Linked DNA regions of Ovis aries: region 1 is linked to region 2. A link is a contact called in public Hi-C data. All regions are on one chromosome and are shown on one strand. The core of a region is the stretch at or near the end of the contact, and the rest is flanking DNA. Distances in the headings are between cores, read along the strand shown. Region 1 holds the start of RHOBTB3 (Rho related BTB domain containing 3). Region 2 overlaps SPATA9 (spermatogenesis associated 9).

The links. Hi-C and Micro-C count contacts between places; a contact is called where the count stands out from the background.
Region 1: a Hi-C map of muscle shows a contact between it and region 2, with 2.6 times the contacts expected there. The contact joins the promoter of RHOBTB3 here to the enhancer-like site in region 2. A contact is called at or near these places in 5 of 16 Hi-C or Micro-C datasets (hypothalamus, liver, muscle and 2 more).

The regions. Positions count from the first base shown.
Region 1 is chr5:92,672,922-92,678,737 of ARS-UI_Ramb_v3.0, forward strand. It overlaps RHOBTB3 (Rho related BTB domain containing 3), which reads left to right and starts at 2,708. Exons shown (of 12, transcript XM_015096203.3): 1 at 2,708-3,360; 2 at 3,517-3,742. The coding sequence starts at 3,359. SPATA9 (spermatogenesis associated 9) reads right to left here and starts at 3,747. Exons shown (of 8, transcript XR_009600739.1): 1 at 3,599-3,747.
Region 2 is chr5:92,627,685-92,633,821 of ARS-UI_Ramb_v3.0, forward strand. All of the region lies in intron 5 of SPATA9 (spermatogenesis associated 9), which reads right to left. Among named protein-coding and RNA genes, the nearest start is that of RFESD, 23 kb to the left of the region's middle. Within about 2 kb of position 1,832, at least 18 of the 54 cell types and tissues checked have an H3K27ac peak or open chromatin away from gene starts, as enhancers often do. A contact at or near this core is called in liver and muscle, where this site is marked.

The DNA.
Region 1 (5,816 bases), core at 1,458-3,957, 46 kb after region 2:
CCCAATAAAAATTGTACATACAAGAGAAATGACTATTTAAAAAGTAGTCTTTAAGATAATTATGAAAAAAAACTTTAAGATATCAGGAAATGGACCATCAGTGATATTGTGTGGCTAGCTCCTGTAATAACTGACCCCAAAATGTCTGGTTTAATTCAAGAAAGATCTATTTTCTCACTCATATCACAGTACAGTGCATGCCGTGAGGAGGCTCTGCTGTAACTAATCATTCAGAGACTCGGGTTGCTTCCAAACTGTAGGTCACAGTCAAACACATGGCTTCAAGGTTGACCTGGCTTCATCCAGTTGGTAGATAGCCAGATGGAAAAACATGGAGATGGCACACTCCTTAACTGCTCAGGAGGGATCATATTCCACCAGTGAGAACTAATCTCATGGCCCTATCTACATGCAAAAACTCTGGGACATGTCCTTTCTCTATGGGGCCTGGAAAAGAAAATGAGTTTGGTGAGCATCCAGCTAGTCTTTGTCAAATAAACAGAGTTGGTCTAGGGATTCCACGTATCACCAAGCCTGACACTGGGAATCTCTTGGGAAGCTTTTAGCACTCTCATTTCTGCCTGCTGTAATGCAGGCATCAGAACACCAGCACTAATTTTAGCTCTTGCTGTTCCCTGAATAAGCCATGACCCTCCACATCTCTACGTCTTTGCACGTGATTTGCACATAAGGTCTGTCCGTTCTTTCCAGTATTTCTAACCTCCCCTTCCTCCCAAGCTAGCAGGCTTCTCCTCCTCTTCTAAGACCTAAGACAGTGGTTACTTCCTGCATGCACTTCTCTCTGATGACAAAGAAGGCACAGATCTCTTCTTAACATTCACTGAACTTTATCTCTGCACTTTGTTCCTACCTCTATTACTGAATGCATAAGCCTACCTGATAATTTTTAAGGAACAAGTACATTTTCAAAAGGATCAGATGCATCAATATTCACCACATAGTGACCATTAATAATAGATTTAGCTTCTCAAGAATAAGGACTGGGTCTTATGTATCTTAATACCTCCCATAGATACCAGCACTGGCCTGGCTTACATACTCAATAACTGAGGAAAACCTGACCGCTGTCTGCCACTTTCCAGCAACTTCCCAGCTTCCCAACCCTTCCTGCCCCTTTCCAGCAACTCTAACTCTCTCTCTCTGTCTCGTGGTAAAATGCACTAAACGCAACATTAACCACTGTCACCATTTAAAAATGCACATTACCACATGCACCTTGTTTGCAATAGTTCATTTCACATTTTCATTTTACAAAACAGAAACTCCACACTCATTGAACTCCAAATTTTCCTCTTCCAGAAGCCCCCTTAAAACTAGCATTCTGCTTTCTAAGAGTCTAACTACCTGAGATATCTCATGTAAGTGGAATAATGCAGTCTTTGTCTTTCTATGACTAGCTTATTGCCCTCAAGATTCATTCATGTTGCAACATGTGACAGGATTTCCCTCTTTTCTTAGACAGAATACTATTTCTATGTATATACCACATTTTCTGTATCTGTTCAACCATTCCGGTGTCTTTGCTTTCGACTTGGGGTTACTGGTGGTGATTGATGACCCATGAGAAAAGATGATCTTGTACTATTTTGGGGTGCTTCTAGAGACTAAAAGAGAAACTATACTGGGTGCAAAGGGAAATACGATTTTTAAACATCAGTGCCTTAGGTAAAGAATGCCCCCCATTATACTCTATCTGGGCACGAGAAACTATTAAACCCCTTTCAACTGAGCAACCGGGGCCCACAATAAAAAGCTGCTCACATTCCAAACGCCTCTCACCCTAGGGTTTTAACTGCCCTACTCAGCACCTCCTGTTTCATAGCCTGAAAATAGTTCTGTTGAGAAAAGAAACAGCAACATTTTAAAGCAGGGCAAAATAAATAAAGGGATAAACAAGAACTCTTTCAACACGGAGCACTTGCGAGAATTTTCATGTTTATGGAGAGGCAGAGCCCCAGAGTAAACTCTGGCTCCTCTTCGCAATGGATTCCAGTGTTCACTTGCAACGAGGCAGTTTGAGGCCCTTTGGGGACACTCACAGCCTTTAGTTCAAGGCGTTATCATGAAAGAATCTAAAGTATCCTTGCATTAGCATGATCGTTATTTTTCCAGCTGGTCTGAGGAGCTATTATTAAACATGTAGCCATAATGCGTACCGAAAAATCCCCCACGTAAGCTCGCATTTGGTCTGTAAACACGTTAAACAACCTCACGCGTAACGACTTCCTACAGCTATCACAATCAGAACCTCAACACTTAAAACAAAACAAAACAAAATCCTTCGGCTTTTGGTCAAAAAAGATGCCAAATATAGCTTGAAGTAGTAAATAATCCTCCCGAGAAGCGACGTTCGCGAATTAATTGGTGCGTGAACAAAGAACCCTTTCTGCACCACGATGAATGTTGCCTTTCTTTTTTTTTCTCTCGCAAGTATGATTGTAGAAAACAGCTGTACTACATGTTGACAAATGACCAAGCGGCAGACTTGGTAAAAACACTTTTGGTCAAGGCCAAGAAGAGGGTAGAAAAAAAGGGGGGGCTGCTGGAGCGGCCGGGGGCTGGATTCCCTGGCTTCCCTTACCCTTTTTTACCCCCTAGTCTTTAGGGAGCAGGGGCCGCAACCGCCCCATCACCACACCCCGCCCCCCACCCCCTTTCCCCCGCTCGGCTCCGGTTACAGCCTTTCGAGTTGAACAAACTTGCTGCAGGCGGATTGGTGACCGGGAGCTCTCGGGCCGGGGCGTCGTATTTATTAATTTATATTCCGCGGCGCCCCGCGCAGGCCGTTCCTTTGTATCCCGCCCGCCGCCGCCGCCGCTGCCCCGGCTCGGGGGGGAGCCTCAGCGGGCAGCGAGGCCCCCGCGTCCGCCCGAGGACACCCCCCTCTCCAAGGCCGGCACGTGCGGCTGCCGCCCGGCCCGCAGAGGGGGGCGGAGGCCCGGCTTTCCCCCACCCGCCGCTGAGCCAGAAGCAGGAGGCGCGGCGGCGGGCCGCCCGGCCGGGGGAGCGCGGCGCCCGGCGAGTCTCCGCGGCGGCGGCGGGGGCCCGGCAGCGGGGACGGCGGGGCCCCCCGCCCCGGGGATGCGCCCCGGCACTTCCTGACTGGCTGGCGGCGCGCGCGCGGCCCCCGGAGCTCGCTCGCCCGCCCGCTCTGCGTCGGCCGCGCCGCGCGGGAGGCGCGCGAGGAGGGGGAGACGCGGCCCGGGATGAGCTGACTGCTGGGGGGCGCGCGTGGTGGTGGCGGGGGGCGGAAACCACGCCGCCGCCTGGCCCCCCGCAGGCCGCGAGGAGCCGACCTTTCTCCGCGCCGCCGCCCGGGCCCGGGGGACTGGAGATCATGTACGTACGCGTCGCGGGCCCGCTCTGGTCTCCAGCTCCGGCGCGTGCCGTGCGCCCCACCCCGGGCCCGGGGGGCTCTCGCGCGCCCGTCCTCGCCGCGCGCTGCCCCCCGCGCTCACCACGCGCCTCTTCTCCCCCTGGTCTCGGCCGCCTTAGGTCCATTCACATCGTGGCGCTGGGGAACGAGGGGGACGCGTTCCACCAGGACAGCCGGCCGTCGGGGCTCATCCGCGCCTACCTGGGGAGAAGCCCGCTGGTCTCCGGGGACGAGAGCAGCTTGTTGCTGAGCGCGAGCGGCGCGGCCGCGCGGCCCGTGTTCACCGAGTATCAGGCCAGCGCGTTTGGGAACGTCAAGCTGGTGGTCCACGACTGTCCCGTCTGGGTAAGGGGGCTGACGGAGCTTTCCTTTCCTTTTCTTTCTTTTCTCCCCCCCCCCCCCCCCCCATTTCATGAATGTCAACGTCCGGGTCACCGGGGGAGAGTTTTCTTTTCTTTTTTTTTTACATTTTGGGGAAAGTCTTTGGTCCTTCGTTTCAGGGGGCAGGGGCCAGCCTAATCAAAGAACACTCTTAGAAGGCAAAAAAGAAAAAAGAAAAAAAAAAAAAAGCTCCAGTGAGAATATGAAGCACTTAGGCGTACGTTTCACGATTGTGGGTTGTCTCTTGGTTAAGACAGCTAACCCTTAAATGTCCCAACCCCAAGGGACGCGGGTCATTAAGTTTCACCAGCAGAGAGCAGTGGGTTTTTTTTTTTTTTTTCTTCTTCTTGCCTATCCTGTGTGGGGGATATAGTAATATGAGTGTTCTAAAAATAAAGATCTCTGAAAGCTCAACAGAGCCAAAATACATTTCACTGGGGGCCCGCTCAGAAATAGGACCCCTGGAAAGGAGGGGGAAAGTCAGGGACTGAGAATTAAATTTAAACAACTCGTTTATAGCACTTTGAAAAAATTTTTAATTAGTTTTTAATTTTAATAGTGCAGATGTTCCTGATATATTTAGCCATTTCTTTTTCCTGACCCGTAAATCAGAAATATTACTGATACTATTTTGGGACTTGAAAAAAGCTTTAAAATTTGCGATGATTAGAAGAAATTGTAATGAAGTTGATAAATGCTAGTCTAATTCTTGAGTGATAAAAGAAGAAAGAAATCTACATCCTGATGGTATAAATGTTTTTCAGTACGCAGTAGCATCCAGAATGTTTTCATGTAATCTTATTTCAAAGTTTCTGAGTCTTTACTAGTATAGAATCTACATTGCAGCTAAGTGTTATATTTTATAACAGAAGAAGGTTTAAGGTCTGAAAAAAAATAGAGATTATCTTTATGTGAGGTTTACATTTAAACCACAGTTTAAGAAAAGTGAATTAGGGACTATAGGCTACACCTATACAAAGACAGGATACACCTTTCCAAAGAAATGTATAAAATGTCTGTAAAAACATTTCTTATGCGGATTTCCATATTACAGAAAGAAAAGATCACTTGTCCAAATAAATTTTCAGCTGAAAAGTAAATTTATGTTAGTAGACTAAAATAAATGAAAAACAGGCCTTTTCAGTCTAACAGGGAGGCTATTAAACTCCTAATTACGACATTGATGATGCTGATCATAAGAAGCATGGGTAGAGAACTTACTGGCTGGAGTCCATGCAAACAAATGAAACCCTTCTTCCCCTTTGATCATTTCATTGTGAAAAATCATACAATCTAAAAACTTACTGGGTCTACACTCAGTTGGACAAATATTGAGTGAATAGAGTAAATAAATGGAGGGGAAATAAAATAAGCTGAATTAGGATGTTAGGATAACCTTTCCTGTTTTTTTTGTTTTGTTTTGTTTTTTTGAGCAGTTAACTCCTGTTGATGTTATTATTAATAATTTAACAAAAAGCAGTGCTTGTGATCCCATGGATTGTACTAAATGAAATCTTCCAAATCAGTTAAAATTAACCTTTGTCGTCTAGATTTTTGATTGTTATGTTTTATTATTCTAATCACCTTTGTTTGGTTAACTCTGGCCCTTTTTAAGGCATTGAGTTTGTATGTAACCAGGCACAGTTTTCTGGGTTATAATGGTCTTCAGGCATAGTAGAATGTGTTTGTAGAGCTACTCTTTAAAAGATGCTTTTCTTCTCTAGGTTGTAAGTAAAAGCCCGTTGGAGGTATGAAAGTTGATTGTATTCATCAGCTGGTATTTGACATGTACTGAATCAGAATATTAAACACAGCAAAGCAGATAGAGCACAAGTTTTGCTATCAAAAGGACCTGATTTCAGATCCTCACCTTGGTACTTAGTGGCTGTGTTCCTGGGTAAAGTCACTCATCCTCTTTTGGCCTTATTTTCTCTGTGTGTAAAATAAACATAATAATCACCCCTCCACCCCCCGCTAGAACTATGCCAAAGAGTAAATGAGAGAATAGTGTAAAGTTCTTAGCATCCAGACTGGTATG
Region 2 (6,137 bases), core at 582-3,081:
TCTTTCTTTTTCAGATTTTTGTCCTTCACCTAAAAGTAATTAAAATGGATTAGTTTAGAAATAAATATGTATTTGATATATGTTATGCTTCTGAATGACAAATCTGTATATTGCCTGGGGGTAACTTTTTTTTTTTACCATTTTAATGCTTTTAATAAATATTTGCTGTTACTATAATAAATCACCCCTGTAAAAATACATATCCTCCAAAATGTATGTGGCCACTGGCTAAGTAGCCATTTTTCCACTTTATGACTCACTTGCAATACATGTTTTTCATATTATAAACCACACTGTTTCATTTTGGGTTTGCTATGAGCAGGAATAGTATATGGCAAAAACTGAGATAAACAAACTGGAGGAATTTGGAAAAAGGGAGGCTTTGTCTAGACTGTCTTGGCTGGTTTCAAAAATTTTATCTTAACCTCGTTGTTACATGTTTTTATTTTATTTGCATTTAAAAGTATTGTGATATCAATATTATATCCATATATTTCCTTTTTGAATTTGGTAATGTTAACATATACGATACATGGATATTTCAACAGTAAAAACATTTCAGTTTTAAATTCCTCCCACATAATTTCATGTTCTACTTCTCCTGTATAATTTTGACTGCCTTGTCTCATAGAAGAAATATCTATTTTCAACTTATTTTCACTAACAATGAGATAAATCACACAAAAAAGCAGAAGATAAGCTGCTTAGAAAATAGAGATCCACTTACTATGGATCTGAAGGTTGGAGAATTTATGTTGTCTCAAACCATCTTGATGAAATAAGAAGGGAGTTATAGGGGACAGTCTAATTCAGTGATTCACAAATAAGTGTTGGAAGACATACTGCTTTTACAGGTCCAGAAAACAGTGTTTCCTTATAAGTTTGGAAAAGCTACTTGATCATGAATTTGCTTAGCAACCCACAGTACTCATGAATGCAGGGAAGACTCCTAGCAATCCACAGGAAAGAAAGCTTTCTGACTTTGTTTATCCCAGTATTGGGGCTTCCCAGATAGCTCAGTGGTAAACAATTCACCTGCAACGTAAGAGATGTGGATTCGATCCCTGGGTTAGGAAGATCCCCTGGGGGAGGAAAAATGGCAACCCACTCCAGTATTCTTGCCTGGAAAATCCCATGGACAGAGGAGACTGGCAGGCTACAGTCCACGGGGTCGCAAAAGAGTGGAACATGACTTAATGATTAAACAACAGCATGCCAGTATTAACAGCCTGTGCAGCATTACCCTTGAATGAGCTCTTAATTGGGTGGTCTTATAAAAGCTCGAATATCTCACCCTCTTGGCCAGCCTGCCAAAGTATGTCTTCAAGATTCTAATACTTCTGCTTTCTAGGAATTGTCCTTTCTCCCCCCAGCCCTCAGTCTTGAATTACACCACCCAAGATAGCCTCATGGCAAGGCCTTCACGGAGCTAAAGAAGTTCCCACTATTTGTGAGGTTTACAGTTTAAACCCCAAACTAGAGTCTACCTTGGAGGGCTGGGGGTGAGGAAGAAACTTTACTTAGGTAAGCGTCTGTGATTCTTCATCCTGAAAAAGGGAGCAACACTTCCCTGGGGTCCACTTATGGCACAGGCACTCCTGAGGCTAAGAGGTTAGTTTGCCCATTTCTGGACCACGCCACTCCAGAGAATGTGTACAAAGTAGAACCAAACTCCTCTAATGTCACTATACAGAAGATTCTACCATAGACAGAGCTTCTGGTCCTGTGGCCCTGCGCTGGGGTGCCAAAGTCAGCAACTATGTCTGGGAGCTGACGTGTCTTGGCTAAAGTCAGCCTCCAAGCTGACTATGTAGGTCACTGCAGCCTAGAGCAGCTGCAGGCCTCACTCGGGCAGGCAGCTTCCAAGGCTAAGCAGACGCAGCATTCTGTAAGTATTGCTGCTGGGCATACTGAAAATCACCAAGAAATTCTCAGTTTTCCATTCCTAAGGCCCCCTGCAGAAGAAGCAGGCATACATCACTAACCTCAGCCCTGCACAACAGGGAAAGGTTTGGGGAGCAGCCTGACAGCACCCACAGAGCCAGGTGCCAAGGAAGTGTCACAGCAAGATAGCCAGTTGGACAGGCCTGACCCCAACTCTCCACATTTCACTCCTTTTATTTTCACACACCACAGAGTTCCATCTTGACACAGGCAGCCTGACCATTCTTGAAGGAATTCAGGCTGGAGTCCACTCTGGGTAAGCTGAACTCTGTGATATGCCATTGACCCCTCGGCACAGTTGGGTGCCATGGATACATTCCATTCACAGACCAACCCACTGACCTCCACTGCACCTCACACATTTGTCTGTTGTTCCTCGGATTCTCCAGGCCACTAAACTTCACTGCTCACACTTCTATGTCTATCCTCACTGAGACTTTCAGATTTGATATTTGCTTTCTTCCTTGCTACAACTTTGGTTCCTTTCAGTGGCAATTCCGAATCTCTGCCCTAGCTAATACACATTACCCAAGAAAAGCTTCCTCCTCACTCCTAACCCTCAAGGACCCCAGAAGCTCTGACCTGGGACTGTTGCCACTTGTCTCACTTCAGCCTTGTGGAACTACTTACATTTTCTACGTAAGTCATGCTCTTGCCTCAGCTTCTTAATTGTCTACTTTCTCAAATGATTCTCCTACTACTTCACTGGGATAATTTCCCTTCCTCCCAGCCTCAGATCCAATATCATCTTCTAGGAAGACTACACCGACTGCTCTTAGGAATTATATCCCCCTTGTTGTTGCTTCCATAATCCACTCTGCACACTTCCATCATGCACTCGGTACACCCAGTGGCCACGGCTTACTTGCCCATCATCCCTCTAGTCCACAGGACATTTATGAATCCATATTAAAGAGCAGAGACATTACTTTTCCAACAAAGGTCCATCTAGTCAAGGCTATGGTTTTTCCAGTAGTCATGTATGGATGTGAGAGCTGGACTATAAAGAAAGCTGAGTGCCGAAATATTGATGCTTTTGAACTGTGGTGTTGGAGAAGACTCTTGAAAGTCCCTTGGACTGCAAGGAGATCCAACCAGTCCATCCTAGAGGAGATCAGTCCTGTGTGTTCACTGGAAGGACTGATGTTGAAGCTGAAACTCCAATACTTTGGCCACCTGATGCGAAGGGCTGACTCATTGGAAAAGACCCTGATGCTAGGAAAGATTGAGGGCAGGAAAAGGGGATGACAGAGGATGAGCTGGTTGGATGGCATCACCGACTCAACGGACATGAGTTTGGATAAACTCCAGGAGTTGATGATGGACAGAGAGGTCTGGAGTGCTGGGGTTCATGGCGTCACAAAGAGTCGGACACAACTGAGCGACTGAACTGAACTGAGTACCCATACGTAATTTTACATGTCATTTTTAGTAAATCTTCATTAAGTAAGTGAAAAAGGGTAGAATTACATTTCACTTCCAAAAAGAAAGTTAACCATCTTATAAATCTGTAAAAGATATTAAGAAGTAAACCTGAAGGACACCTGGTTCCAGCAATGTGGCAGACTGAGCTAGTGGGGAACCTCTCACCAAAAAAAAAAAAAACCAAAAAAACAAAAAAACCACCCTATAAATTCTATATAAATCAAACTCCAAAAATGTAATACGAGACTAAGTTTACAGAACATGAAAGAGGAGGAGGAAGGAAGGGATAAATCTTTCCATGTCAGGAACTAAAAGCCAAGCAGTAAGTGTGTGATTTCATGTCTCAGGAATGATGATGTTACTGGATCCTGAAATAAGGACTGAGGGCTTGAGTTTTAATAAACAGAATGAAGATGAGACTTGGATGTGCATGAGGTGAGGTCAGCCCTTTGTAGAGCTGCAATGGAGAAGGCAATAGCACCCCACTCCAGCACTCTTGCCTGGAAAATCCCATGGACGGAGGAGCCTGGTGGGCTGCAGTCCATGGGGTCGCTGAGGGTCAGACACGACTGAGTGACTTCACTTTCACTTTTCACTTTCATGCCTTGGAGAAGGGAATGGCAACCCACTCCAGTGTTCTTGCCTGGAGAATCCCAGGGACGGGGGAGCCTGGTGGGCTGCCATCTATGGGGTTGCACAGAGTCGGACACGACTGAAGTGACTTAGCAGCAGCGGCAGCCAGACCAAAAAGGTGAGAAAGCAGGTCTCTACCAGGGACTGACCCCTCCTGAGCACAAGCAAAATTCTCTAGAGAAACTGTTGTATCCTCAAGGCCAGAAGGTATTTCTATTTTAAAAAAATTCTTACTGAAGAAAAATTTTCAATTGAAATAAAATGTGTAGACACAACATAGATCACAATAGACAGAAGATTAGCAATCCCCCTAAATCTCAAAGAATAATCTTTAAAAAGATCATAAATAATATGTTTAAAATAAAAGTGGTTATCAAAGAGATGTAATTCTATAAAACGATGTTTTTTAAAAAGTAGAAATTTGGAGGGAAACACCAAATATTATAGAACTTCTAGAAATGATAAATATAATGTTTGAAACTTAAAATACATTTAACAAGTAAAAGAGCATATTAGAGCTGGAGAGAGTTAGTTAACTGGAAGACGGATCAGAGGAAATTATTCAGATGTATCAAAAAGAGATAAAGGATAATACAAGAAAGGTAAATGGACATAAAGACTAAAATGAGAAGATTCAAAAGTGTGTTTAGTAGGCATTCTGGAACGAGATTAGAGAAAATGAGGAGGCAATATTTGAAGACATAATGGCTGAAAGTTTTCCAGAATTGAAATTATCCTCAGATAAGAATCACAAAGGCTTCCAAGAGTATGTGTGCACATGCTAAGTCACTTCATTTGTGTCTGACTCTTTGTGACCCTGTGGACTGTAGCCCATCAAGCTCCTCTGTCCATGGGATTCTCCAGGCAGGAATATTGGAGTGGGTTGCCATGCCCTTCTCCAGGGGATTTTCCCGACCAAGGGATCGAACACCTCTCCTACACTGGCTGCTGCTGCTGCTGCAAAGTCGCTTCAGTCGTGTCCGACTCTGTGCGACCCCACAGATGGCAGCCCACCAGGCTCCCCAGTCCCTGGGATTCTCTAGGCAAGAACACTGGAGTGGGTGGCCATTTCCTTCTCCAATGCATGAAAGTGAAAAGTGAAAGTGAAGTCCCTCAGTCGTGTCAAGGCGGGTTCTTTACCACTAGCGCCATCTGGGAAGCATTTTGATAACAGCTAGTAAAATTGAAAGTGAAGTCGCTCAATCGTGTCTGACTCTTTGTGACCCCCATGGACTGTAGCTTACCACGCTCCTCTATCCATGGGATTTTCCAGGCAAGAGTACTGGAGTGGGTTGCCATTTCCTTCTCCAGAGGATCTTCCTGACCCAGGGATCAAACTCAGATCTCCCACATTGTAGGCAGATGAAGCACTGTTCGCAATGTAAAAAATTTGGAAACTAAATTGTCTATTTGTCCAGTAACACATAAACTGTGGATTCTTTTTTCTTATAGGGACTTCCCTGGTGGCTCTGGGGTTAAAGCGTCTGCCTGCAATATGGGAGACCTGGGTTCAATCCCTGGGTCGGGAAGATCCCCTGGAGAAGGAAATGGCAACCCACTCCAGTACTCTTGCCTGGAAAATCCCATGGACAAAGAAGCCTAGTGGGCTACAGTGCACGGGGTTGCAAAGAGTCGGACACAACTAAGTGAGTGAAGTTACTGGTATACAGTAATAGATAAACTGTGGATTCTTTTTTCTTATAATGGAATACCACAAAGAAGTTAAAATAATAAACCACAATACCATAGCTGTGGGCTTCCTAGGTGGTGCTAGTGGTAAAGAATCCACCTGCCGATGCAGGAGATGCAAGAGACGAGAGTTAAATTCCTAGGTGGGGAAGAATAGGAAATGGCAATCCTCTCCAATATTCTTGCCTGAAAAATTCCATAGACAGAGGAGCCTGGCAGGCTACATAAAGTCCATGGGGCTGTAAAGAGTCAGACATGACTGAGCGTCCAAGTGCACACACACACTCGGTTCTCCAGGCTCCCCAGGAGGCTCAGTGGTAAAGAATCCATTCAATATCGTTCTCATTATTGGATAGAAGAAAACCCCGATTCCACTGGAAACAGAAATTATTTTTCTGCCACTGAATTTTCGTGAGTATTGGGAGACTATCTCCATGAATGTCTCT